Regions from separate parts of the Mus musculus genome. Here all the other regions are linked to region 1. The links are chromatin contacts, called in public ChIA-PET, HiChIP or PLAC-seq and promoter capture Hi-C maps. All regions are on one chromosome and are shown on one strand. Each heading gives the region's core, a stretch centred on a gene start, on an enhancer-like site or on the middle of the called end of the contact. The rest is flanking DNA. Distances are from core to core; before and after follow the strand shown.

Region 1 (3,074 bases), core at 163-2,662:
TAGACCAGGCTGGAACTCAGAGATCCACCTACCTACCTCTGCCTCCAGAGTGCTGGTACTAAATGTACCACCACACCTGGCTTTTGAGTGTTGATTTAAAAGTACTTTAACGGCTTTACTTTAAATTACATATATGGGGAGGGGGAGGGGTGCCCGTGGCGGCCAGAGGCAATGGATCTCCCAAGATCTGGCACTACAGGTGGTTGTAGGACATCAGATTGCAATAAAGGGGATTCAGGGAACCACACTACTGGCCTCTTCAAGAGCAGTTCACACTCTGAACCACTGAGTCATCTCTCTAGTCCCTTTAATGTATTTTAGTCATCCTTAACACAAGGCACAACCTTCCTCCATGACTTCCTGAGAACCCAGACTTTATTCCAGCTGATTCTCCAAGACTGGTCTAGACCTAACATCCAATTAAATGTCTCTTGAGTGACTGCCGATTCAGGCATGAGACTTTTAGAAACATCCCCTCTTTCAAACACTGAAGACTGTATAAAGGTGCCTGATCGGACAGCCTCCATCCTGGAAAACAGAACATTTTAAGAGTGAGAATGTGGCACCAAAAACGTTATCTATTGCAAACGCTTACCACCGTGACTGACATCTGCATAAACCTTGTACAAGATTCAGAAACATAAAGATGGTGACTACTTACTGGAAGCAGATTAAGCCAGATACTTAAATCCTTAGGTTTTCAAAGTAGGAATTATCCTTGAAAGTGTCCGAAGACATTCCCCTTAACCTAAATTTCAGCCGACACGCGGAAATGAGTATGTGCCTCGCAGCACACGACCACAGGCGGGAATATTGCTATTCCTTTTCCTCTTACCCTAACAGTTGGCTACGGAAATGCAAACCTTAATTTAAAAAGAAAGGCGGGTCCGCCAACGCTTAGGCAGGCAGGAGGTTTATTCGGTCGAAACCGCTCCCAAAGGTCGGCCCCAGCACTGAATGCTAGAGAGGACGGGGCCACAGCACTTCCGACACGATAACTCAAAGCCTAAAGTTGCAAGAAACGTGTTACTTCGCCACAGAAGCCCCGGGCAGCAGTGGGAGCGCGGCGTGGGGCAGGGCCCCGCGTAGAACCCGGCATGGAGCGCCCGCGGTGGAGCTCGAGGCGCCGAGGCCCAGCCCGAGCCGCCCGCCAGTCCCGCCGCCCGGCCCACGAGGCGGCGGCGCCGAGCCGCGCGAGGTCTCCAGGCCCGAGCCAGCCGCCACGCCTGGACGTCACCGCCGCTTGCCTCGACCGGCACCCGCTGCCCGTCGCCTCCCCAGCCCAAGTCCCGGCAGGCCGGCCCTACTCACTTGTCTTTTTCGGTGCCGAAGATGGAGGCCAAGTATTCCGCCATTTTCGAGCGGACGACTCAGGCACGGCAGCCGACGCTGCCGACTACGCCGACGTCCCTCCGGAGACGTCACCCGACGCGACGACGCTCTCCCCACCCGTCGTAGCGACTCTGTCCAATTGGGAAAGGTGCTGCCAGCGCGGGGGCGGGACGAAGAGCATGAGGAGGCTCCGCCCCTACCCTGGCGCCTGCGCACTCCTTGGCGCCCGGGCGGGTCCCGCGCATTGCTTGCGGCTTAGGCTGTGGACAGCCGCTCCGCGCGTGCTCAGCACCGCTGTTTCCCGCTCCCGCCGCTGGGACCGCGCCCTCTCCCCTTGCTGGCCCTCCTGTCCCAGGCCTCCCACCAGTGCAGCTGTAGATAAGGGGCTCTGTCCGGCCTCCTGGAGGGCCTTAAACCACAGCATCCTCACAGTCACAAGGCTCACCTTCAAGTCACCAAATTTCCAGGCAGAGCCTAATCTCCGTTATCTCAGGCAGAGACCCAGGCTGCGGGGTCATCTTGGTTGGATGACTTTATCTGCTCTCTCTGGCTATAGAGCCACTTCCATCCGAGGACGAACCGTGGAAGAGGGTTGTGGGAAGCTGGGGTCTCCTCACAGGCTCTCACTAGTTAACCTGGTTACTGGAACCAGGATGAATGACCCGATCAGGTCCACCAGACCATTAGTTTGTTCATCCTTCTTTCTTCCCACACGCCCATTCACCCCTCACTAATTAAGCTACCCAACTATCCATGCCTCACCCATTCATCTTCCCCTGTCACATCTATTTATCTCTTATTTGGAGACATTAGAAGAATAAGCCCTGTGACACATATATAGACACAGGCTGCTACGATGTTTGTTTTATTGAGCGTGTTTTGTTTTTTGTTTCTCCATGGGATGGTCTTGTGTATGCATCAGGCTACATAGCTACTATGTACAGCTACAGATGACCTTGAACTTCTGATCCTTCTGAATCTCTTACCATCCTGAGTGCTAGGGTTACCAGTGTGTACTACCAAATAGGTTTATATGATGCTGTATGTTAAGCAAGCACTCTATCAACTGAATGACATCCCGAGCCTTGGTTGGTGTAATGTTTAAATCCACTTTTCTGAGTTATGGAGAAGAGGCTTCTGGGTATGTCTGTGAGGGCAGGGATAACCACTTCATACTTCGCCATGCATTGTATCACTGGGCTCTCTCTCCCTCAACTACAAGTAACTAATACAGCTGGTATAATATTGCTCCAGCTGACATGACAGAGAGTTTAAAAGAATACAGACCTGGTGACATCTATTCCTGTTGGTGGCCTTCTATGGCTCCCAAGGCTCTAAGTATACAGGCATCTTTCCACTTTTTGTTTTGTTTCTTTGTCTGGTTGGTTTTGTTTTCCAAGATAGGGTTTCTCTGTGTAGCCCTGGCTGTCCCGGAACTCACTTTGTAGACCAGGCTGGCCTTAAACTTACAGGGATCCACCCGCCTCTGGGTCCTGAGTGCTGAGCCTTCCTGGTGTGTACCAACACCACCTGGCTTCAAATGTAAAAAGTTTAAAAGGCAAGCTGGGAAGCAAGTGATAAAATACTGGTATTGATCTTGCACAGGCAGTGCCAAGATCTATCTATCTATCTATCTATCTATCTATCTATCTATCTATCAGTGAGTGATACGAGACCCCAATACTTCTCCAGTCATTTATCTTCCCTCTTCTTAAAGGATATAAAACTCAATGCACACCTTT
Region 2 (3,074 bases), core at 368-2,867, 510 kb after region 1:
CTTCAAACAGCATAGCCTTGTACACCATGTGCACACGAGCTGCATGCACTGTGCATCCATCTATATGAACAGCAGTATTCAAGCATACAGCTGTGTGGCCACTGGTGTGCTTGTCTGGGTCATGGATTGGCAGCTATAAATGTGACCTTGAACATGAATGCCTAGCAGGTCTTGGGTGACCTATGCCTGAATGCACATCAACATGTGAGCAGCAAACACATAGGTGTGTCTTGTGTGTGCCAAGTGTGCATCTATGGCTGTACTAAACCTGTGCACATGCATTTTTTTCCCTTTCTATGTGTGACAGGCCATGAGTCTGCACTGGCCCCGCGGGGGCGGTGGCTCCTGCCCAGTCCTGCCTAGTAGAGCCTAGAGGCTAAGCCACTCTCTATGCAACTCTCACCCGGCCCAGCACTGAGTCCCACCATAGGAGCCCTAGAACCCCTGGCCACAGCCAACTGCCTATGCCCCTCCCCCGCTGATCAGGCCTCCCGGGGCAGGGGTGGGGGCGCCCCCTCAGTCCCCGCTCTGGCCCTTCGTGGGTCCCGCTTTGTCTGGCAAAGAAAGCGTGAGGCCGGCCGGGGGGAGGGGGTGTCTAGACGGCGAAGCCATTGTCCCGAGCGGGGGAGGGGAGCTCAGAGTGGAGGAAGAGGGGAGGGGGGCCCAGGCATGCTGGGGAGGGGCTGCGGCCACAGGGATGGGGGCCCAGAAGCTGGAGATGAGCACGTGGACCTCGCCCCTTCTCCTCCCGGCACAGAGACGGGGTCCCGAGACTACGGGATCCCGGCGGCCTGAAGAGGGATCGGGCGGCACGCGGGGGAGGGGGCGCGGGCTTCGCAAGGGCTCCAGCTCCTGCTTCTCGCGCTCCAGCGCCGGGTCTTGCAGCTCTCCAACATGAGACGTTTTCTCCGAGTTCAGAGCTCCGAGAACTCCGCGCCCCCTCCTTGTCCCCCCCCCCCCTTCACGGCCCGCCCGGGATAGGGGAGGCGCTTTTGTGCAAGGGGTCCTAGGCCTTGGGGGGTCCTTGAGCCCCCATCCTAACCTTCCCAGGACTCCAGGCAGAAGTAGGATGGGGTGAGCCTGAAACTTTTGGTACACCTCGCTTCCGAATTTCAGCCCCAGATTCCCACAACTCCAGCTCCTACTCTTGGACTCTTGATTCATTCAAGGGTCTCGATTCCTTGGGCCTCTAGGATCCTGCCTTCCCATCATGAATCTGTGCGAACCCCATGACTGATACACACCCCCAGCTGCTGCATCTCTGCCCCGGCTTTAATCCTGGGGGGGCAGGTCCTCTAAATTCCAAACTTAGGAGAATATATATATATATATATATACTTTTTTTTTTTTGCTTCCCCGCCCCTGCAACCCCAGTCCCACCCTCCGAGTCCCTGATCCCTCACCTGCAGCCCCCAGCCCCGCTAGCAGCAGCAGCAGGGGCAGCGCCCGCATGGGCGGTGGTGGCGGTGGCAAGGCCATCAGGCGACGACGGCGGCGGCGGCCCCGGGCCCCCAGCCCCATGGCGGCCGGCCACGACCCTCCCTCCTCCCTCCTCCCTCTTTCCCAGGGCTCCGGGCACGTCCCGGGCCAGCCTCCGCGCCGCCAACTTCGCCGAAGTGAGGCTGTCGGGCTGCCCCGCCCCCAGGCCTGGGCGGCTCGCCCCGCCCCGGGGCCGGCTCTGAGCGCCCCCGCCCCCTGCCCGGCCTCCTGGGGTCCGACCCTTCTACCCGCCAAGCCTGGGACTTGCAGACCTCGGTACACTCAGGTCTGCCACAAGAGATGCGGGCTTAACCTGCGTGACGTGACAGGTATCCAGCTCGTGAGCACATCCATCCTTATCCTCCAGCACACAACCAAAGCCAGGGCTCACACACACAGTCATGACACAAACGCAAACACCCCTGACTCCAAACCCTCTAAACCTGGGTGTAGAGAGGCCAATGAACAAAAGTAGCCGCACCCATGCAAACCATATAGAAGTTTCATGGGGACACTAAACATCAATCACCTCAAAACTCAGGCTCCAACTGCGCCACAAACCCGGGCGGGCAGCATTTACAATCTGGCCAGGGGTTTCGTGGATATGAGTCTCATGTACCTGTGTGCAGCTCTCCTACAATGTGAAGATCACAAAGGTCTACCGAAGAGGGAAAGGTGCTTGCTGCCAATCACAGACACCCGAGTTCAATTCCTGGGCCTCCCATGCTAAAATAAAAAAACCAACACATACATTGTCTTCTGACTGCCACATGTACCCCGTGATACACATGCACTCCTACACACACTGTGCTCGAATGCTTGCACGCACGCGCGCGCACACACACACACACACACACACACACACACGCTTATGTGCGCAAGAAATAAGATAAAATACTTTGTAAAAAAAATCCACACCAGCTCCTAGCACATCCCACACTCTACATGGTTTTACCATGAGGCCTATCATTTCGTTGCCATTCACTGAGTTTTACATCCAGGAGACCTGCAAAGGCTCTGAACACTCCCTCTGTGTGAAGTGAGAATGGAAGCTCTAGAGGTGCATTCAGGGGAAATCTCAGGAGTCGGGTGAAGGGTGCCGTTCTTGAACATCTCCATCACTAGGAGACCAAAGGACTGAAACAGAGGACCCATATAATCCTGGAAGGGCATACACAGACACTCCTGTAGTGGGAGGAGAGAACAACTTCCACAAGTTGTCCTCTGATCTCTACATTGTAGAGGGCCCATCTCCCCTCCCTGCCGCGCCCCCCCCCCCAACTGGCTACATAATAAATAAGTGTATTTTTGTTAATTGGGGAAGATGTCATGGTTCACACGGTCTCCAGAGGCAAAGGCAGATAGATCTGTGAATTCAAAGCCAGCCTGGTCTACCTAGCAAATTCCAGGACAGTCACGGATACACTTTTTAAAGATTTATTTGTGTGTGTGTGTTTCTCTGTGTGTGTGTGTGTGTGTGTGTGTGTGTGTGTGTGTGTGTGTGTGTGCACTAGTGTGAGTACCTGCATATGCAGAGACCAGGGAAGGCACTGCACCCCTCAAAGCTGGAGTTATGGTCATTTGTGGAATAGCCA
Region 3 (3,074 bases), core at 181-2,680, 390 kb before region 1:
CGACTCCCTAGCCCTTTTATAAAGTGCTAAAGCACAATGAAGACTTTGAAAAATACAATGTTAGCCGTTCCCTTAGCTGGGAGTTGACAGAAGCATCTGTTATCATCTGTATCCCTCCCAGACTTTGCCCAGCAATGTGATTTGGGTTTACCTAGTTATCTAGTTTCTCAGTTTGTTATTGCCCCTCACTTCTTCATTAGTCTTCAGGGATGTCCTAGTGAGACGTTCAACAACTTCATCTCCTTCTGGCCTACCTTCCATCTCCATCCTGCCTCATCCTGTTTTAATGGCTTGCCAGCAAGGACAGGGATGAGGGAAAATATCTGAGAAAGAAACACTAACTAGCCAAGCAGTGGTGGTGCACACCTTTAATCCCTGCACTTAGGAGGCAGAGGCAGAGGCAGGTGGATTTCTGAGTTTGAGGCCAACCTGGTCTAGTGAGTTCCAGGACACCCAGGGCTATACAGAGAAACCCTGTCTAAAAAAAAAAAAAAAAAAAGAAAGAAAGAAAGAAAGAGAAAAAAGAAAAGAAAGAAACACTAGTGCTAAGGGGGTGAAAGATGCCTGACCCCACCCGTAACCATGGAAACACAGTTTGGGGGGTGGGAGACAAGACTGCAGGAGATTCGGGGGAGGAGGAAAGCAATGAAGACTCAGGCTCTGTTGTTGGTGAGGGGGCAAATTGATGCAGCCTTTCAAGACAATGGGCGGTGTTTTTGGTGTTTCAAAGTGTCAGCCCTTTACACTCCGCTGCCCCATTATCTAGCTGTGATGTCTCATCCACACAGATGACAACACACCTGTGATGAAGGAGCCTCAACCTAAGAAGTGCCTGCTTCATCAGATTGAACCATGGGCTGTGCTCTTAACTGTTAGTAGATGTAAGACTGGTCGGAATCCACTGTGGGCAGAACTATCCCTAGGCAGTTGGGCTAGAGCTGTATAAGAAAGGCCTGGCCTGAGAACAAGACAGTAAAGTGTTCCTCCAGGGTCTCTGTTTCAAGCTCCTGCCCTGCTTCAGTGCCTGAGCTGATTTCCCTCAAAGGCGGACTTCGGCCTTTTAAAAGGAAATAAACCCTTTCCTTCCCAGGTTGCATTTGGTCATGGTGTTTAACACACCACAACAGGAAAGTAACCAGGACTCTAGCCTATGTAAATGCATTTATCAGAAGACAAAGCAACAACGAACTTAAGTAAAAAGTCTTATTGTCTTTCATTCTGGAGGTGGGTACCACCTGTCTGTAAATCGGCCATTGTTTCCAGGTGAGGTGAGTGGAGGGGGCAGTGATTAACAGGGGAGCCAACAAAAGCAGAAACACGAACCAAATGTGGATTAGGCCCATTCAAAGTTCCTTGCCCTGCAAGGGTCAGAGCAGAGGGGATGCCCTCACCCTGCACCTGGAAAATCAGCTAGGGGGGATTCGGTTTTTTAGGGCAGATGGCTGGCTTGTGATGTAGAACTGAATGAACCACTAAGCCAGGGCAGGAGCTCTGTTTAGACCAGGGAAGGGCGTGGGGGGGGGGTTTCCTCTGCATTTTATTCCACATGGTCAGACGTGTGAGAGGATAGCAGATGTCTCTTTGTGTCTTGGTACCTCGTGAACACGCCAAACTGATTCTTCATAAGCTGATGTGTAAGTATGCACATGTGTGCACACGTGTGCATGTGTGTGCAAGTGGTGTTCAGAGGGCCTGAGGGAGGGGCGAGAGAAGGGTAGCCACGGGAGGGAGGGGGAGCCAACCAGGAGAGGCAGGCTGGCCTCAGGCATGAGGGGGAGCCCTGGAGTCTCCCTCCTATTCAACATGATTTACCAGAGGGCAGAAAGCACACCTAGCCAGTGGAAGATGCTCTGGTACCAAGGGCACTGGTCTTAACAGAGGCACAAAGCATCTTAACACAAGACGCTTTATAATTTGTTTGTTCTTGCCTGGATTGTATGGCCGGAAGCTTTTTTACTTAACTGGTAGAGCCAAGCCTCAGGGCGAGCCTACTGATTACTCCAGCAGTTGAGCCTCAAGTTACAAACATGCAAATGACCCAGAGCTTCCCCTTGAATGTAGCTAGCCACACCCCACACCGGCTTCTATGCCAGTGCACTCAGCAAACTCTCTCTTTTAGGGAGTCTTCCTCCAGCCCAGCCCAAAGCTCCTGCGAATGCCTGGGTAGAAGGCTCACAGTTACTGACTTTCCCCTCTGCACAAAACAGCAACCAAAGCAGAGCCCACCAAACAGGAACAGTAGGTCAAAATGTGGAGGTTTCCAGATTCAGGGTGCATAGAGCCCTCCCCAACCAGGAGAGGCAGGCTGGCCTCAGGCATGAGGGGGAGCCCTAGAGTCTCCCTCCTATTCAACATGATTTACCAGAGGGCAGAAAGCACACCTAGCCAGTGGAAGATGCTCTGGTACCAAGGGCACTGGTCTTAACAGAGGCACAAAGCATTTCTGAAGCCCAAGGAAATGGGCCCAGAGGTCTGCCTCCCCCCACCCCCACCCCACTCTGTGTTCCGTGGGCATCAGGACAGCCTGGAGTGGAGCAGCCTGCCTCATCTGCTGGGAATGGAGGACTCCTCTGGGTGTTTAGTGTTGGCACACGGCGCACTGACTCACATTTTTGTTCATGAACTTGCCCTGGTACCTGTGGTTTAGGTGGATGAGCTCGGCAGCACCCTCCTGCTGTCCGTGCACCCAGGTACCGACATACTTACTGCCGGTCTCTGCGTAGAGGTAGGTGCCTTGCCCGTGCCTGGTGAAGACAAGACAGGGCCACTTGGTCACTGTCCAGGGTGGAGAACTGACCCTAAGACAGACAGGGAGCTAAGGAGAGGTGTTTCCACTCGAAGGCTTGGCATGCCACCCCACACATGGGACATTAAGAGAAGCATGGGGCCAGCATCATCTAACGCGCACAAGCCAACTGCCAGCACACAAACTACTGAGGATGCAGGGCTGCTTGACCTCCACTAGATGGGCCCTCTGTGCCTTCACTCCCTGAGGCTTGTGGACAGAGAATCCCCCCTTCCCTTCTCTGCAGCACCTCCCCTACACACCTGCCCTACATCATGGAACTGCCTTA
Region 4 (3,074 bases), core at 411-2,910, 400 kb after region 1:
AGCCTGCTGGCTCCTCTGTTCTTGGTTTTTAAGTCTTCATCAAGCACTTTGTTGACATCTCACTGCATATAGACCTCCCAAAAAATAAATCAGGGTACATAAAAGACACATGTGGACAGTTGGTCCCAACACCACTCACACTAGGCCAAGTTCTTTCTGTCCCTCCTAGCCCATTCACCTCCTTTGTGAGACGTTTGGCCTGTGCCTGTGAGAACTGCCGTGCAGTCAGGAGCACTTGTTCCCTTGGCTCCCCTCCAGCACACAGCTTCCTTCCTGCAGGCTTGAGTCCTTTTGTGGGGGTAGGGTTGTTCAGTATGGGGTTGGTCCTAGGGGCAAAACCTGGAGCTTCGCATATAAAATAAAGACCAGGATTTTTAGGAGACCAGTTTCAAGTATCTCCCCAGGCAGCAGTCACTGGTGTTCTCCCTGGTAATGGGGATTGAACCCAGAGCCTGGAGGGACTGAGCCACATCCATTCTTGAATGTCAAGACTGTGTCTTTGTCTTTGGATGTGTTTTGGCAGCACTAGACGAATGCCTCAGAGACGGAGTCATTGGCAGCAGAGAAAGAGACATCTGTGCAGCCTTGAAAGATTCAGGGTCACCTCTCCAGGTGGGAGCAGCTTTTGCTTTTAATAGAATGTGGGTTGACCTGGGATGGCTTGGCTAGAGAATTAGAGTCAGAGCTCATTAAGCCATAAGGCTTAAATTGTAAAGTCCTTTATAATCCCTTCTGTAATTAATGTCACCATTCTTAGAATGAGCTTGTTGGAGACACAGTTGAAAGGGTTTTAGGCTGGTGTGGTGTTGTTCACATGGATCCTCAGCACATAGGAGGGTCTCAAGTTCAAGAACAGCCTGGGTTACCTAGTACACTCCTATTTCAAAAAAACAAAAACAAAATGAAGCCAAGCATGGTGGTACACACACTCAATCCCAGCATTCGGGAGGCAGAGGTTGACAGGTCTCTGAGTTCAGACACGCCTGGGCTATGCAGAAAGATCCTATCAAAAATAATCAATGAACAGTTAAGTGGGTTTTGAAAGATCCCGAACCTCATTTTGTAAGCACTGTTGCCTGTTCTTCTGCATGTAACAGCACCAGCCTTTATGGGGGCCTTGGGGGGTGGGGTTGTTTTTAAGCAGATCTTGCTGTATATAGTCTAGGTGGAGTGGGGCTCACAGCGGTCCTTCTGCCCCTCCGAGTACTGGGAATACACCAGTGCACCACCATGCCAGGCTTCTAGTTTTGAGTTTTGGTTGGTTGGTTGGTTGGTTGGTTGGTTGGTTGGTTGGTTGGTTACCGGGTCTTTCCTTTATGTAGCCCTGGCTACTCAATAACTGCCATGTAAACCAGGCTGGCCTTGAACTCACAAAGATCCACCTACCTCTATTCCCCAACTGCTGGGATTAAAGGTCTGTGCCACTCCACACATGCGTACACAATTGTGCTTTGAAAACGTAAAGACAGTTATAGAGATTGAGACCCCAGGATGAGCATACAAGCAGGCTCCTCAGGCAGTTCTTCTCTGTGCATGAGAGCCCAGTTTGGAGAAGACTGCTCCCAACAGCAGCTAGAAGGTGACTCTCAGACAGGCCAGGCTGTCTCACCACTGCTTGGGTTTCCTGTCTCTTTGTGGTAGTTTGACTATAAGGCTGTTGCTGATCGACTCCTGGAAATAGCCAACTCAAAAAGCACCCCGCCTTTCAACAGGAAGCGACTCTGCAGACTAGTCAGAAAGTAAGTAGCAAGTGAGATCCTGTGGCCACACCAGCACTCTCCCACGTTTCTTTCCTTCTCTTAAAGATGTATTTACTGTTAGATGTGTCAGTGTGTGTCTGTGTATGTGTGCTCTTGCAGCGGCCCGAACAAAGTGGTGCTCTGGAACTAGAGTTACAGGCAGTTGTGAGGCATCCAGTGTGGGTACCAGGAACCAAACTCAGGTCCTCTGGAACTTCTGAGCCATCTTTCCAGCCCCCGCTGCCTTTTTCTTTATCTTTTATCACTTTATTCATAACCACATGGCAGTAACTGATCTGAGCTCGATCCTTTAATATTATGAATGCCTTTAGAAAGGAGGTAGGGACTCGACCCAATGAATAAAGAATGAAGGTTAGAGTTTAGATCCTCAGTACGAATGGAAGTGGCTGGCAGGTGTGGAGTCTCATGTCTAATCCCAGCACCCATGAAGTTCCAGGCATCAAGGCAGCTCACTTGGTTGGGAGGCAGAGATGGGACTCCTAGAGCAAGATAACTAGACTAGCCAAATTGATAAATTCTGAGTTCAAATGAGAGACCCAGGGGAGAGTGGCTGAGGAAGATACCTGGTATCAACCTCTGACTCTACATGCACGTGTGCTCACCTGCAAATGTGTGGACACACCAAAAATGGCTCTTAAAGAATTCCCCAGTAGATGGCATCCATAAGTTCTCGTGCTTTATAGCTGGACCTCCAAAGGCATGCCAGGGGCTTCAGTGTGGGTACTAGGGCTGACCTGCCTGCCCCAGCGACCCATCCCAGCCCTATGTACATCCCTCATAGCCTCAGCTTTGGTTATTTGGTCTGATGCATAAAGAGAACCCTAGTGGGCAAACCTCCCCTGAACATAGCAGAGCGTTAAGTTGTCTGCCTTCAGAAACAAGCGAGACAGACATGGGATCTCTTGGTATTGTGTGCCACTGTGTCCTATGCAGAGCTGGTGGAATGGAAAGCACCTTTGTCCTAGGCTTCTTCCTTCCTGACTCACCGCATCCCTAGGTGGGGCTGTCCCCTAGCCTCCCTGTGGAGGAGAGAGTGAGCACTGAGTATCCGGATTCCCGTTTTATGTTCAAAACCTGAGCTGTGAACTCTGAACTTCCATGTGCTTTTTTGTTTTTTGTTTTTTTACAGGTTCCAGGACCTCTGTGAAGGTAAGAAGAGTTGTTCTCACCCAGTACACACCCCACCAAGGGCAGCCCGGCCAAATCCAAGACTTCGGGTCATAGGGAAATTAATCCGTGGGTGGCCACCCTCATTGCGTTCACCTAAGCAAGTACCCTGGGAAATGCCTCCATGCAAGACCCTTTGCACATACT
Region 5 (3,074 bases), core at 172-2,671, 360 kb before region 1:
GGCTGTGTTCTCTGTTGTAAGGAAAGGCCTTCTAAAAGTGGTCAATCAAGTTGGGGAGCTCAAATTTTACTTTGGCTGGGGTAGTTTGGGGCAGCTACAGAAAACAAAACAAAACCACGGAACACAGGCATAAGGGCAAGGGACTCTTGAGCAAGCTTGGTGATGGCAGGCCTGAGAACTAGTGACATGGGGAGGAGGCGCCTAGAGTAGATGTAAGCGTCCACTTGAGTTGCTGCCTACAAGGAATGGAGAGTTAGGGAGGAAAAAAAGGGGGGTGGGGTGGGAAACATCTAGCCAAAGGAACAGGGTAGAGTGGCCAGAGTTCCCCGGCCACTTCTATATGAGATGTGGGTGCAGGTGGCTCAAACAGGAAGTCAACTTTGCTTGTAGGGTACAGAACACTTCTCAAAAGCCTGTAGATAGAAGTATGGCTGGGCCTTCCCCAATTCAGCAGACTGCGTTCGCGCTTGTGGCGCGGGTGGGCTGTGGGGAGGAGAGTGAAGCTGTGGGCCGCCTGTACACCAACCAGTCTGAAGAGGGCGCTAGTTACCCCCGCCAAACACTCCTCACCCTCGCCCTGGCTCTCTCTGTTCATGCATCGGGTTGGTTTTGGTTTAGGCACGGTTTTACCCAGTGGGTGTTCCTAGGAAGTTGTTTTCCTGCCTGGTTTTGCTGTTCCAGGCAGGTGCTGATCTGCGGCAGGGGGCTGAGCGGCAGGACTGGCTTTGGATGCCAGGCCAGGCCGACACGTGGAGGCGTGAGGCAGATGCCCTTTAGAAAAGTAATCAGGCCCTTCCCGGACTTTCCAGGATCAATTCTTGGCAGGAGGTGTGGGGTTTGAAAGATAATTATCCGGAATTGACCAGGAAGCTGTGTGCCAGGGCACTTCTCATGACCGGGGTGGCTGGCCTTCAGGACTTAACCATGCAAGCCATTTATCACACTGACACAGGTGCGGTACCAGGCGTGTGCCAGCTCCATTTGTAGCATACCGGATGCTCTTGACTCTTGACACTTGATGTGGTAGGCCGAGAGAGGCCATCCTCAGTCCAGGACTCCGAGGGAGCAAATCTTTACCTCGGAACTTGTCTATGTCGCTGGCATTAGTAAGGTCCGCCTCGGGGACAAAAGCCTGGTGGTGGTGAGGTCCCCTAGGAGCTAGCGTTTGGCTGCTGGGCACCATGCCAGTAAGAGCCCGGCGTCCTGCGGGGCCTAGGAGAGCATGACAGGCAGGTGTGGGGACCCAGGAACAGCTAGAGGATGCTCCAGCTGAGCATCTCCGGGCTGTGTGCGATCTGAGCATCCCTTGGGCGCGCGCGGGGCCGGGGTCAGGGGGCGCGCGGGAGAGGGAGGAGCCGCACAGGGTCGGCGTTCACAGGGCCGGGAAAGTGAAAGGGCGGCCGCTCCAGGAAGTCGACGGCAGGAAGCACGCGACGCGGGCTGCGGAGCGCAGGTAGGCGCGGGGACAACGGAGGACCCTCCCCAGCGGCGCTCACCTGCCAGCCGCCACGCACCTGCCGTGGGCCCCGCTTCGGCCTCTCCGCCGTTTGTCTCCCTCTGCTGTGTGGCTGGAGAGCCGGGGACAAACCAAGCGCTTTTCCTAGAGTGGGACGTCTTTGAAGTAAGGGCTCCTAGAGTGGCCTTGAGAGACAGTGCGGGGGCGATCCGGTGCTGGTGACGTTGAATTCCCGGGGAAAGTGGAAGCAAAAGGTTCCCTGAGACCCGGGGGCTGGGGTCGCCTAGCTGTGATGCTGGGTCCCCTCCCGGCCCCAGGCCGCGAGTGACAGCTGTGAGAAGACGCCTGCCGGAGACCCAGCGCTTTGTCTGCTGCCGCTCGTAGGGGACGTGGGCGTGCCTGTAGCCTTCACCACCCGGCCAAGCGGCTGTAGGACCTGGGAGGAGGAGCCGGCTCGCAAAGCCCTTGGGAAAGCTCTCAGCCAGCACCCTGGGCTCCGGTTGTTTGTTTGCTAAAAGAACTGCTTCCCGGAGCCCGGGCTCTGTGGCCAACGCAGTGACAGCCACCGTCTGGGCGGTAATAAAGGGTTTAAACCACCGGAAAAGTCCCCCAGCTCCGCGCACTTAGGGTCCACCCAAGGATCTTGGTGGCCCGCAGGTAAAGATTTGCATTTGAACGGAAGACCCTCCCCTTGCTCTTGGTTTAAATTCTTAAGGTGCTTTTTCCTGGTCTTTAGAGCTCTCTGCACCTGCCTGCCTCCCTACCTGCCTTCTCGCCCTGGAACTTAAATTGCGTGAAGTTGGGCGAGTTGGTAAATATATTATTCGGCTTTACACAGAATTCCCTCTTTTGGGGGTCCTGTTTGCACCCTGAGTTCCTGGGAGTATTGTTACAGGTCTGGTTCGGTGGAGAACACCCGGGGTGCGTTGTTTGCTGTGAGTGGGCTAAGAGCTATGGTGGATAGAATTCTGACTCCTTGTATTTAAGCTCAGGACAAGTGAAAATAACAGTTTCTGTTTATCTCCCACGGCCAATGGAGCCTTTAAACGCTTAGAAAGGGCTCGATTAGAGGAGTTAGTGTTTGTCTTGGTTTAAAACAAAACTCTTGAAGCTTTTGGAGGGAGTTTGGTTCCCAGGTTTGCCCTTTTATAAAGTGCCATCATTTTGACAGGTTGCCTTAGGCTGCCTTGATGTTGCCTGTGTGCTAAAGACTGGAAAACCCCCCTTGGGGCATTGCTCTTGCTTTTGCTAACTCCCACCCACTCCTGAGTCTCCTTGAAGGGTTGATGGGTTCTGGGTAGCTCAGAGCCCGGTAGCTGGGAGGATCGTGGGTGTGTCTGTCCGTCCCTCAACTCTTGCTTGGCTGGGCTCTCTGTGTGCTCCTGAGCCTGGTCGGGTGCTGCCTCACCATGGAAAAACTCCTAATTGCTCTCCTTTCCCTGTCCAATGATCACACTGCCTTCCTGTCCTTTTCTCTAATGGGCTGAAATTCACTGGGAGTTTCTAAGAGGTGACATTTAAAAACTACTTTAACTACTTTCCTTGGGCTAGATGCCAAGGCCTGTCAGCAGAGCCACGTGCTCCCCTTCCGTTCAGGGATAGGCAGGAGGAAGTGTAC
Region 6 (3,074 bases), core at 360-2,859, 340 kb after region 1:
ACCAGAGAGTGCTCCAAAGTGTCGGATTAAATGACACTATCTGCAAAAGATATCCCAAAGCTGGACTCTCAGCATCAGAGAGAGAAGCCAGGGCTGGGGAGATGGCTCAATTGGTAAACCACTTACTGTACAAGCCAAAGACCTGTGTTTGGATCTCTGTACTCCACATAAAGCTGGACATGGTAGAGCATGGGTTCTGTGCAGCAGTTTATCGAGTTTACCTTCCAACTTGGAGAGAAACTTCTCAAGACATAGGATGTAGATCAAGAAGCAGAGCAGAAGCAGATAGATCTCTTTGAAATAAAACAATTTTTTAAAGGAAGGTATAGGATATAAAGGGAAAGGGAGACAACAGGATATTCTAGAACATGATGTTTACAAGGAGGCGAAAAGACAGGATATTTGGGGGGTACTGGGTACAACACTCTGTCCCACGGCGAAGCCTATTAAGACAGGAAGCAAATAATTCAAAAGAGCTTCAGCAAGTCCCCAGAACTGACCAGATTCACCAGGCCCCTTTCTTCCCCAAGAGTACATGAACATCCCGGGTGCTGAGAGTCACTCTCAGACAAGATAAGCTGCAAAGATGACTCTGAAACCAGCCCAGTCTCCTGAAAGAAGCAACAACAGCCAATCCATCTAGAAGAAATAAAAAGTGGCTGAGCTGCCTGGAAGAGGCTCTGCCCAACTGAACAGCCTGGAAAGGACACTCTCCCTCCTGTTGAGTGCCTGCAGGCTGTGCAGTGTATTGTCACACCTGGTGGAGTGGCTCTGGTGATACAACCGCCTTTGAGTCATTTCTGCTCCTATAAGTAACCCATATTCCTGTAAGTGCTCTCAATAAAACTCATTGGTTCTTCAAGTTGGACTTTGATGGTATCTGCACTTTGATCTGTTGTGGACTCCCTGTGCAACAGTAAGTCTGTAATTCCATCACTCCTACAGGGAGGTGAGAGGCAGACACAACAGAATCTCTAAAAGCATGGGCCAGTCTCACACACAACAGAAAGAAAAAAAGACACCCTGTCTCAAACCAGGTGAAGACAAAGAATAACCCTTGAGGCCTCTACATATTATAATATGCTTACCTATGTCCATACACATGAACATGCACAGCACACACACCGTACATGCACATTATGCACAAAGGTTTTTTTTTTTTAAAGATAGTTGCCAGAGGGCAGGCAATGTGTGCTTTTCAAGGGAACTGAAAAAAAATCACTGTAACCTCAGAATTAAAAACCCATCAAAAAATATTTCCAGTAAATAATACAAAAAGAAATCTCAAGAGAATTGTCCCCAAAACAAACCTTAACTATAAAAACTTGAAAGAAAAACTTCAAAACAAAAAACAAACAACAAAAAAGAGAGAGAGAGAAAAAGGAAAAGAAAAGGAAAAGAAAGGAAAGGAAAGGAAAGGAAAGGAAAGGAAAGGAAAGGAAAGGAAAGGAAAGAAAGGAAAAGGACCTCAGAAGAAAGTTCTGAGCTACAACAAGAAACAGGAAAGGGAACCATGGTACAGAAATGCAAACAGAGAAGGAAACACTGTGGGGAAAGGCAGTAATAACAATGACTAACACTGTGACTAATATGTTTCCAACAAAGCAGGGACACAGTCTCCAAACACATGTGGCCTGAGAGGTAAGAACTAAATCATTCTGAGGTCCTTCTACTGTTCAGAAGAGGAAAGTACTCATTACTTTCAAACAGATACCAAATATATCCAAGCATGCTCTAAAGGAAAGCCAGTCACTGAGTAGAGGTCAACTTTTAATACCCTAAGGAGGAAAGTAAACGCAGAGAAGAAAGGCATCCGAGAAGCAGCGTGAAGAAACAAGAAAAGAAAAGGGGAAGATATCAAATAATCCAAATAAAAATGAGACAAAATGAAAGGAATAAAACCAAGGATTTCAAGAGCTGGAAATGTTAGTGGGCAGGATTATCTTGCCAAAAGGCAGATTGCTAGATGGGTTTAACATCATAAGCATACAACACCCCTAAAACGAAAGTTCACACAAAGGATGCGAATAAAGGAACAGAAGACACACCATGCAAATGCTGACAGAGAGGAACACTGAGGATGACGATTGCGGGACCAAACACTCTACTGTGGCAGGCACCTAGAATTGCTCCTCAAAGATACATGGCAGGAAGAATGCGTAACGGCGCAACAGATAAAGGCACTGGCTGACAAATCTGATGACCTGAGTTCAGTCCTAGGGACCCACACTATGGAAGGAGAGAATGAACTCCCAGAAGTTATCCTCTGACATCTGACCCTCACTTGCACACTATGGCACATACACACACATGTACAACACAAACACTAAATGTAACTACAGTTTTTAAACATATACTGCATTAAAGAGTTTATCAGCAGAACTACAAAGCAGCCAGTGCACAGCAACAGGCTCTCACAGTACACAGATTCTCTGACCCACCACGCAATTACGTTTAAAACAATTTTTAATCACTTTGAAACAGGATCTTGACAACATAGCCAGGATTTCATCCTCCTGTTTCAGACTGACTTAAAATCATTTTTTAAACTAAGTTTTAAAACTCCAAGCACTATCTGGAAAAATAAAAACAGTGTCTCCAGTCCAGAGAGACCCCACAGCAGTTAGGAGAACCTGCTGCTCTCCAGAGGAGGAGCTCAGTCCCCAGCACCACTTGGGGCCATCTCATCCACATGGACTCCACCCACACTCAAGTGCACATATTCACATGCTCATAATTTAAAAAATAACCTTCTCCTCCCAGGTATGAAAAATATCTCCATTAAAATAAGCTACATAGGGCTGGTGAGATGGCTCAATAGGTAAGAGCACCCGACTGCTCTTCCAAAGGTCCGGAGTTCAAATCCCAGCAACCACATGGTGGCTCACAACCATCCCTCTTCTGGAGTGTCTGAAGACAGCTACAGTGTACTTACATATAATAAATAAATAAATCTTTAAAAAAAATAATAAGCTACATAACTAACTAGGAGTTGTAAAGCCCAACCAACTCCATTTTTGTTTTTTGGGGTTTTTTGTTGTTGTTGTTTTGTGGTTTTTTTCTTCTTCCAACTC
Region 7 (3,074 bases), core at 237-2,736, 330 kb before region 1:
GCTTGTCCCCCCTACGTGACCCAGGCCACAGACCTGGTCATGGTGCCCTAGTAGTCCCTTCATCTTCCTCCCTGAGCTCTGCAAGACTCTCTCCAGGGCCTGGTGCTCGCTCAGCTGGGCCTTGCTGTGCAGGACAGTGTCCCCAAAGCTCTGTACTGTCCCTCCCATGCTCAGGTCACCCATCTCTCACATGCCGATCTGAGCTTGGCCCTGCTCTCTCCCCTCCCCCGGGGTTAAGATGTTCTTCCCTCCTGTTCTTCATCTGTCATACCTGGGGCCTTTTCCTGGGTGGCAGGCAGAGACTGCCCCATGTGGAAGGCTGCCTGCCTCCCTGATACCATGCCAGGCCCCAGGGCTCTTCTCCCACATACACCCAAGTTCCCAGGGTTCAGGGACAAGCTGCTGTTTGTTAGGGGAGCTGAGTGACCACCCAAGGCCCAGAAGGTCAACGAAAAGATAAGCATCAGGTGACAGAAGGGACAGGGAAGGCCTTTTCATGACATCACTTTGTTGCAGCGATGCCAGTGCTCCATTTTCCTCCCGGAAGGCGTCTGATCTCCGCTCGCTTTCGTTTCTTAGAAATTCATTGTCCCTTACAAAGTTACAGATTCTGTTCTGAGAGTGCTTGGGTGCCTTTCTCGTGTTTCTGTGTCTGTCTAACCGGTCCAAGGGTCCACCGTGTCCTGGGCTCAAGCTGACTTATCCCACTATCAAACTCCTATTCATACCCTCGGGCTGCCACACGCCCATCCCCACTCTGTGGAAGAATGGGAGGGGAGGTGGGCTATGCCGTCCCCTCCCTCGATGGCCCCTTGGCCTGGGCTGTCTTCCTTCCTTAAGCTCTGTTTAGTTTAGTGGAGCACCAGATAAGAGTCCTATCCTCTTCCAGTGGACCTTGTTTCATGCATTCAAGGACATACAGCCAATAAAAAACGACAGTAATGAAACATACCCGGATGCTCTTGTAGTTCCCTCTTCTGTTACCACTGTGGGAAGAGGCCCTAAAACTTATTTAGCAGGAACACCGGGCGAAGATCGGGTCCATTGCCAGCAGCACCCTAAGCGCTGCTGAGGGCTCCAGTTCATTGGCTGTGGGTGGCGGTATTTAGTTACCCATCTCCTGTTTGCTCTTTCAGACCCTAAGGACGTCAAGTGCTCCTCCACCCTCCCCACGGTAAGAGCTCCTGTGTTTCCTGTTACCTCCCAGTACAGCCTGCTCCTCTTTACAGCCCACACTGCCAGCAAGGAAAGGCTGGCCACAGCCTCACGCATGACAAGAGTCTATCTCAGCCATTGCAACCCACTGAGCCCTTCCTGCTTCTAAGTCCTCCGCTCTCCCTACAGAGGCTACCTGAAACATGTCACCACAGCCTGGCCTGACATCCCTCAGTGGCTCCCATAAAACCCCCTCTACCTGTTTTCCCTCTGCCCTGTCAAGCAAGCGTTAGGCATATCAAGGAGACCCTTGCTCTAGGGACAGTGCCCAAATTGTACAGCAGGGGGCACCAGAGCCTCTTCCTGTTGAGGCTTAACAGCCCAGGGGTCCTGGGTGTATGTATGTGTGTGTGGGGGGGGTGGGGGGTGGAGAACATTCTGACACTTTATTAACGAAAAACAAAAATAAGCAAAGAAGGCTACTATATTCTAGAAATGTAGCCATGGTGGTATTTGAAAGTGTTCTCAAAGCCATGATGATTTCAGAGTCCAAGTTCACAGAGCTGGTGGTGATTTCATTGTGATCTGAGGCCTCCGTGAGTCACTGGGGTTTGGGGGGTGGGGTGGGGTAGCTCTAAACACAATAGAACCAGGATACTCACTTGCAGACAAGAAAACCTCTGTGGCCACATCCTGCAGCAGCGAATTCTAGAAGTGGCTTCTTCCTCATTGCTAGCTCCAGACATACAGGGGACCAGGCTAGGCACAAGCTCCTGCCTCTCCTGCTGGCACGTATGTGAGGTAGGGCTGAGTCTGCCCGATGCTATACGTGATCTTGGCCAAAAGGTCTAAGCATATCTTTATTAATTTTCTCCTTTTCAAGTCTCTGAGTGAGTCACCAGGGTCTCACAGAGCTCAGCTGCCCTGAGGGCTCGATGGCATGCTGAGCCGGAATCATAAACAGAACTGTTGCTATCTCCACCCTCTTAATGTTTCACAGTGGGGTTCAGCTTCAACACAGGAAGTCATGGGGGTACCCAGCCCTGGCGTAGCTGAGCTGAAGAGAAAAACCATGTCTATTAGGCCTCATCAGAATTCAAGGCTTTAGTGTTTCAAATGGGACCATCTGAATGGGGGAGGGGTGGGGCGAGAAATATTTACAAATTGTGTCTGGGCAGAGACCTGCATCTAGAATACTAACTCATTACTTAGACAGCCAAGGACAAGCAGGGTCAGAGGACCACAGCAGATATTTCTTCTAAGAAGACACACGGGTGGGCTGTGGGCAAGAAGTACGTGTGTCTCACCACTCGGTGTGAGCAGGCATCAGGCGACTTGGTCAAATCCACAGGGTGGCTGTCATGAGGGTTAGTGTGAATGTGGAGGGATCAGAACTCCCGCCTCCCTAGGGCGTATGGAAAGGGATGCAGCCTCGTGGAATGAACAGTTACATCTGACCCCACAGCCCCACTCCCAGAAACACACCAAGAGAATCACAATCACGAAAGACTTGGGCACACAGGTTACCCATAGGGTTATAGCATCCCAAAAATGGAGCAAAATAGACAACTGCCAGTTGATAAACAGATGCATTCAGTGTGATACATTCTGTGGTGAAATATTATTAGGCAGTAGGAGAAATTAAGCTCTGTTGAAGCCATTTGGCTGAACTAAAGAAGCGATTCAGAGAAAGCCACAGCATAAATACAGTTCCATTTGTATGAATGCTTGACTGCTGAGCTATAGCCCAGTCCCTGTGGGAAGCATCCAGAAGTGGGAAAAAATCCTGAGAACAAGCAGATCAGTGAGGGGAGAGGGGGCTGGGGGGACAGCACACAGTGACAGTGCTGTCCCTAAAGGTGAGGAGCATTCTGGGGTTGCGGTCAGTGCTGGATACAAGGCTCTGACTCAGACCACTG

What was found. Promoter capture Hi-C pulls out the DNA fragments that hold promoters and counts their contacts. ChIA-PET counts read pairs in DNA pulled down with a chosen protein or histone mark. HiChIP or PLAC-seq counts read pairs in DNA pulled down with a chosen protein or histone mark.
Region 2: a contact with region 1 is called in an H3K4me3 HiChIP or PLAC-seq map of bone marrow-derived macrophages, with 8 times the contacts expected there. The contact joins the promoter of Notch3 here to the promoter of U2af1 in region 1. A contact is called at or near these places in 2 of 39 promoter capture datasets (the 3T3-L1 cell line and embryonic stem cells), 4 of 115 datasets of contacts at active chromatin or transcription factors (bone marrow-derived macrophages, embryonic forebrain, extraembryonic endoderm stem cells and 1 more) and 1 of 9 other capture datasets (adipose tissue).
Region 3: a contact with region 1 is called in a FOXA1 HiChIP or PLAC-seq map of pancreatic cancer cells. The contact joins the enhancer-like site here to the promoter of U2af1 in region 1. A contact is called at or near these places in 1 of 39 promoter capture datasets (cranial neural crest), 5 of 484 Hi-C or Micro-C datasets (cerebellar granule neurons, cerebellum, myocytes and 1 more) and 1 of 115 datasets of contacts at active chromatin or transcription factors (pancreatic cancer cells).
Region 4: a contact with region 1 is called in an RNA polymerase II ChIA-PET map of memory CD8 T cells, with 84 read pairs. The contact joins the enhancer-like site here to the promoter of U2af1 in region 1. A contact is called at or near these places in 5 of 39 promoter capture datasets (cranial neural crest, frontonasal cranial neural crest, macrophages and 2 more), 1 of 484 Hi-C or Micro-C datasets (bone marrow-derived macrophages), 13 of 115 datasets of contacts at active chromatin or transcription factors (CD8 T cells, effector CD8 T cells, embryonic stem cells and 5 more) and 4 of 9 other capture datasets (adipose tissue, liver, macrophages and 1 more).
Region 5: a contact with region 1 is called in an HNF4G HiChIP or PLAC-seq map of pancreatic cancer cells. The contact joins the promoter of Slc37a1 here to the promoter of U2af1 in region 1. A contact is called at or near these places in 4 of 39 promoter capture datasets (cranial neural crest, hematopoietic stem and progenitor cells, macrophages and 1 more), 1 of 484 Hi-C or Micro-C datasets (CD4 T cells), 6 of 115 datasets of contacts at active chromatin or transcription factors (acute myeloid leukemia, effector CD8 T cells, embryonic stem cells and 2 more) and 3 of 9 other capture datasets (adipose tissue, liver and pancreatic islet).
Region 6: a contact with region 1 is called in an H3K4me3 HiChIP or PLAC-seq map of bone marrow-derived macrophages, with 4 times the contacts expected there. The contact joins the enhancer-like site here to the promoter of U2af1 in region 1. A contact is called at or near these places in 4 of 39 promoter capture datasets (cranial neural crest, frontonasal cranial neural crest, maxillary cranial neural crest and 1 more), 5 of 115 datasets of contacts at active chromatin or transcription factors (bone marrow-derived macrophages, embryonic stem cells, large pre-B cells and 2 more) and 1 of 9 other capture datasets (macrophages).
Region 7: a promoter capture Hi-C map of embryonic stem cells shows a contact between it and region 1, with 3 times the contacts expected there. The contact joins the enhancer-like site here to the promoter of U2af1 in region 1. A contact is called at or near these places in 11 of 39 promoter capture datasets (the 3T3-L1 cell line, HPC-7-derived erythroid cells, cranial neural crest and 5 more), 4 of 15 datasets of contacts at CTCF or cohesin (embryonic stem cells, large pre-B cells, pro-B cells and 1 more), 97 of 484 Hi-C or Micro-C datasets (the AML12 cell line, B cells, the BV-2 cell line and 48 more), 20 of 115 datasets of contacts at active chromatin or transcription factors (T-cell acute lymphoblastic leukemia, acute myeloid leukemia, astrocytes and 8 more) and 4 of 9 other capture datasets (adipose tissue, embryonic stem cells, liver and 1 more).

What each region holds. Positions count from the first base shown.
Region 1 is chr17:31,657,342-31,660,415 of GRCm38.p6, forward strand. U2af1 (U2 small nuclear ribonucleoprotein auxiliary factor (U2AF) 1) reads right to left here and starts at 1,413. Exons shown (of 8, transcript NM_024187.4): 1 at 1,312-1,413. The coding sequence starts at 1,355.
Region 2 is chr17:32,165,273-32,168,346 of GRCm38.p6, forward strand. It overlaps Notch3 (notch 3), which reads right to left and starts at 1,618. Exons shown (of 33, transcript NM_008716.3): 1 at 1,404-1,618. The coding sequence starts at 1,521.
Region 3 is chr17:31,263,206-31,266,279 of GRCm38.p6, forward strand. Rsph1 (radial spoke head 1 homolog (Chlamydomonas)) reads right to left here. Exons shown (of 9, transcript NM_025290.4): 5 at 2,609-2,744. Among named protein-coding and RNA genes, the nearest start is that of Rsph1, 13 kb to the right of the region's middle. Within about 2 kb of position 1,431, at least 59 of the 459 cell types and tissues checked have an H3K27ac peak or open chromatin away from gene starts, as enhancers often do.
Region 4 is chr17:32,052,216-32,055,289 of GRCm38.p6, forward strand. It overlaps Rrp1b (ribosomal RNA processing 1 homolog B (S. cerevisiae)), which reads left to right. Exons shown (of 16, transcript NM_028244.2): 9 at 524-612; 10 at 1,642-1,739; 11 at 2,890-2,909. Among named protein-coding and RNA genes, the nearest start is that of Rrp1b, 18 kb to the left of the region's middle. Within about 2 kb of position 1,661, at least 55 of the 459 cell types and tissues checked have an H3K27ac peak or open chromatin away from gene starts, as enhancers often do. A contact at or near this core is called in CD8 T cells, effector CD8 T cells, memory CD8 T cells and 1 more, where this site is marked.
Region 5 is chr17:31,294,803-31,297,876 of GRCm38.p6, forward strand. It overlaps Slc37a1 (solute carrier family 37 (glycerol-3-phosphate transporter), member 1), which reads left to right and starts at 1,422. Exons shown (of 20, transcript NM_001242427.1): 1 at 1,422-2,113. Gm30139 (a long non-coding RNA gene) reads right to left here and starts at 59. Exons shown (of 3, transcript XR_001782201.2): 1 at 1-59.
Region 6 is chr17:31,992,737-31,995,810 of GRCm38.p6, forward strand. All of the region lies in intron 6 of Hsf2bp (heat shock transcription factor 2 binding protein), which reads right to left. Among named protein-coding and RNA genes, the nearest start is that of Hsf2bp, 40 kb to the right of the region's middle. Within about 2 kb of position 1,610, at least 82 of the 459 cell types and tissues checked have an H3K27ac peak or open chromatin away from gene starts, as enhancers often do. A contact at or near this core is called in bone marrow-derived macrophages, macrophages and pancreatic cancer cells, where this site is marked.
Region 7 is chr17:31,324,530-31,327,603 of GRCm38.p6, forward strand. Slc37a1 (solute carrier family 37 (glycerol-3-phosphate transporter), member 1) reads left to right here. Exons shown (of 20, transcript NM_001242427.1): 9 at 1,137-1,174. Among named protein-coding and RNA genes, the nearest start is that of Slc37a1, 30 kb to the left of the region's middle. Within about 2 kb of position 1,487, at least 75 of the 459 cell types and tissues checked have an H3K27ac peak or open chromatin away from gene starts, as enhancers often do. A contact at or near this core is called in the C2C12 cell line, CD8 T cells, T-cell acute lymphoblastic leukemia and 12 more, where this site is marked.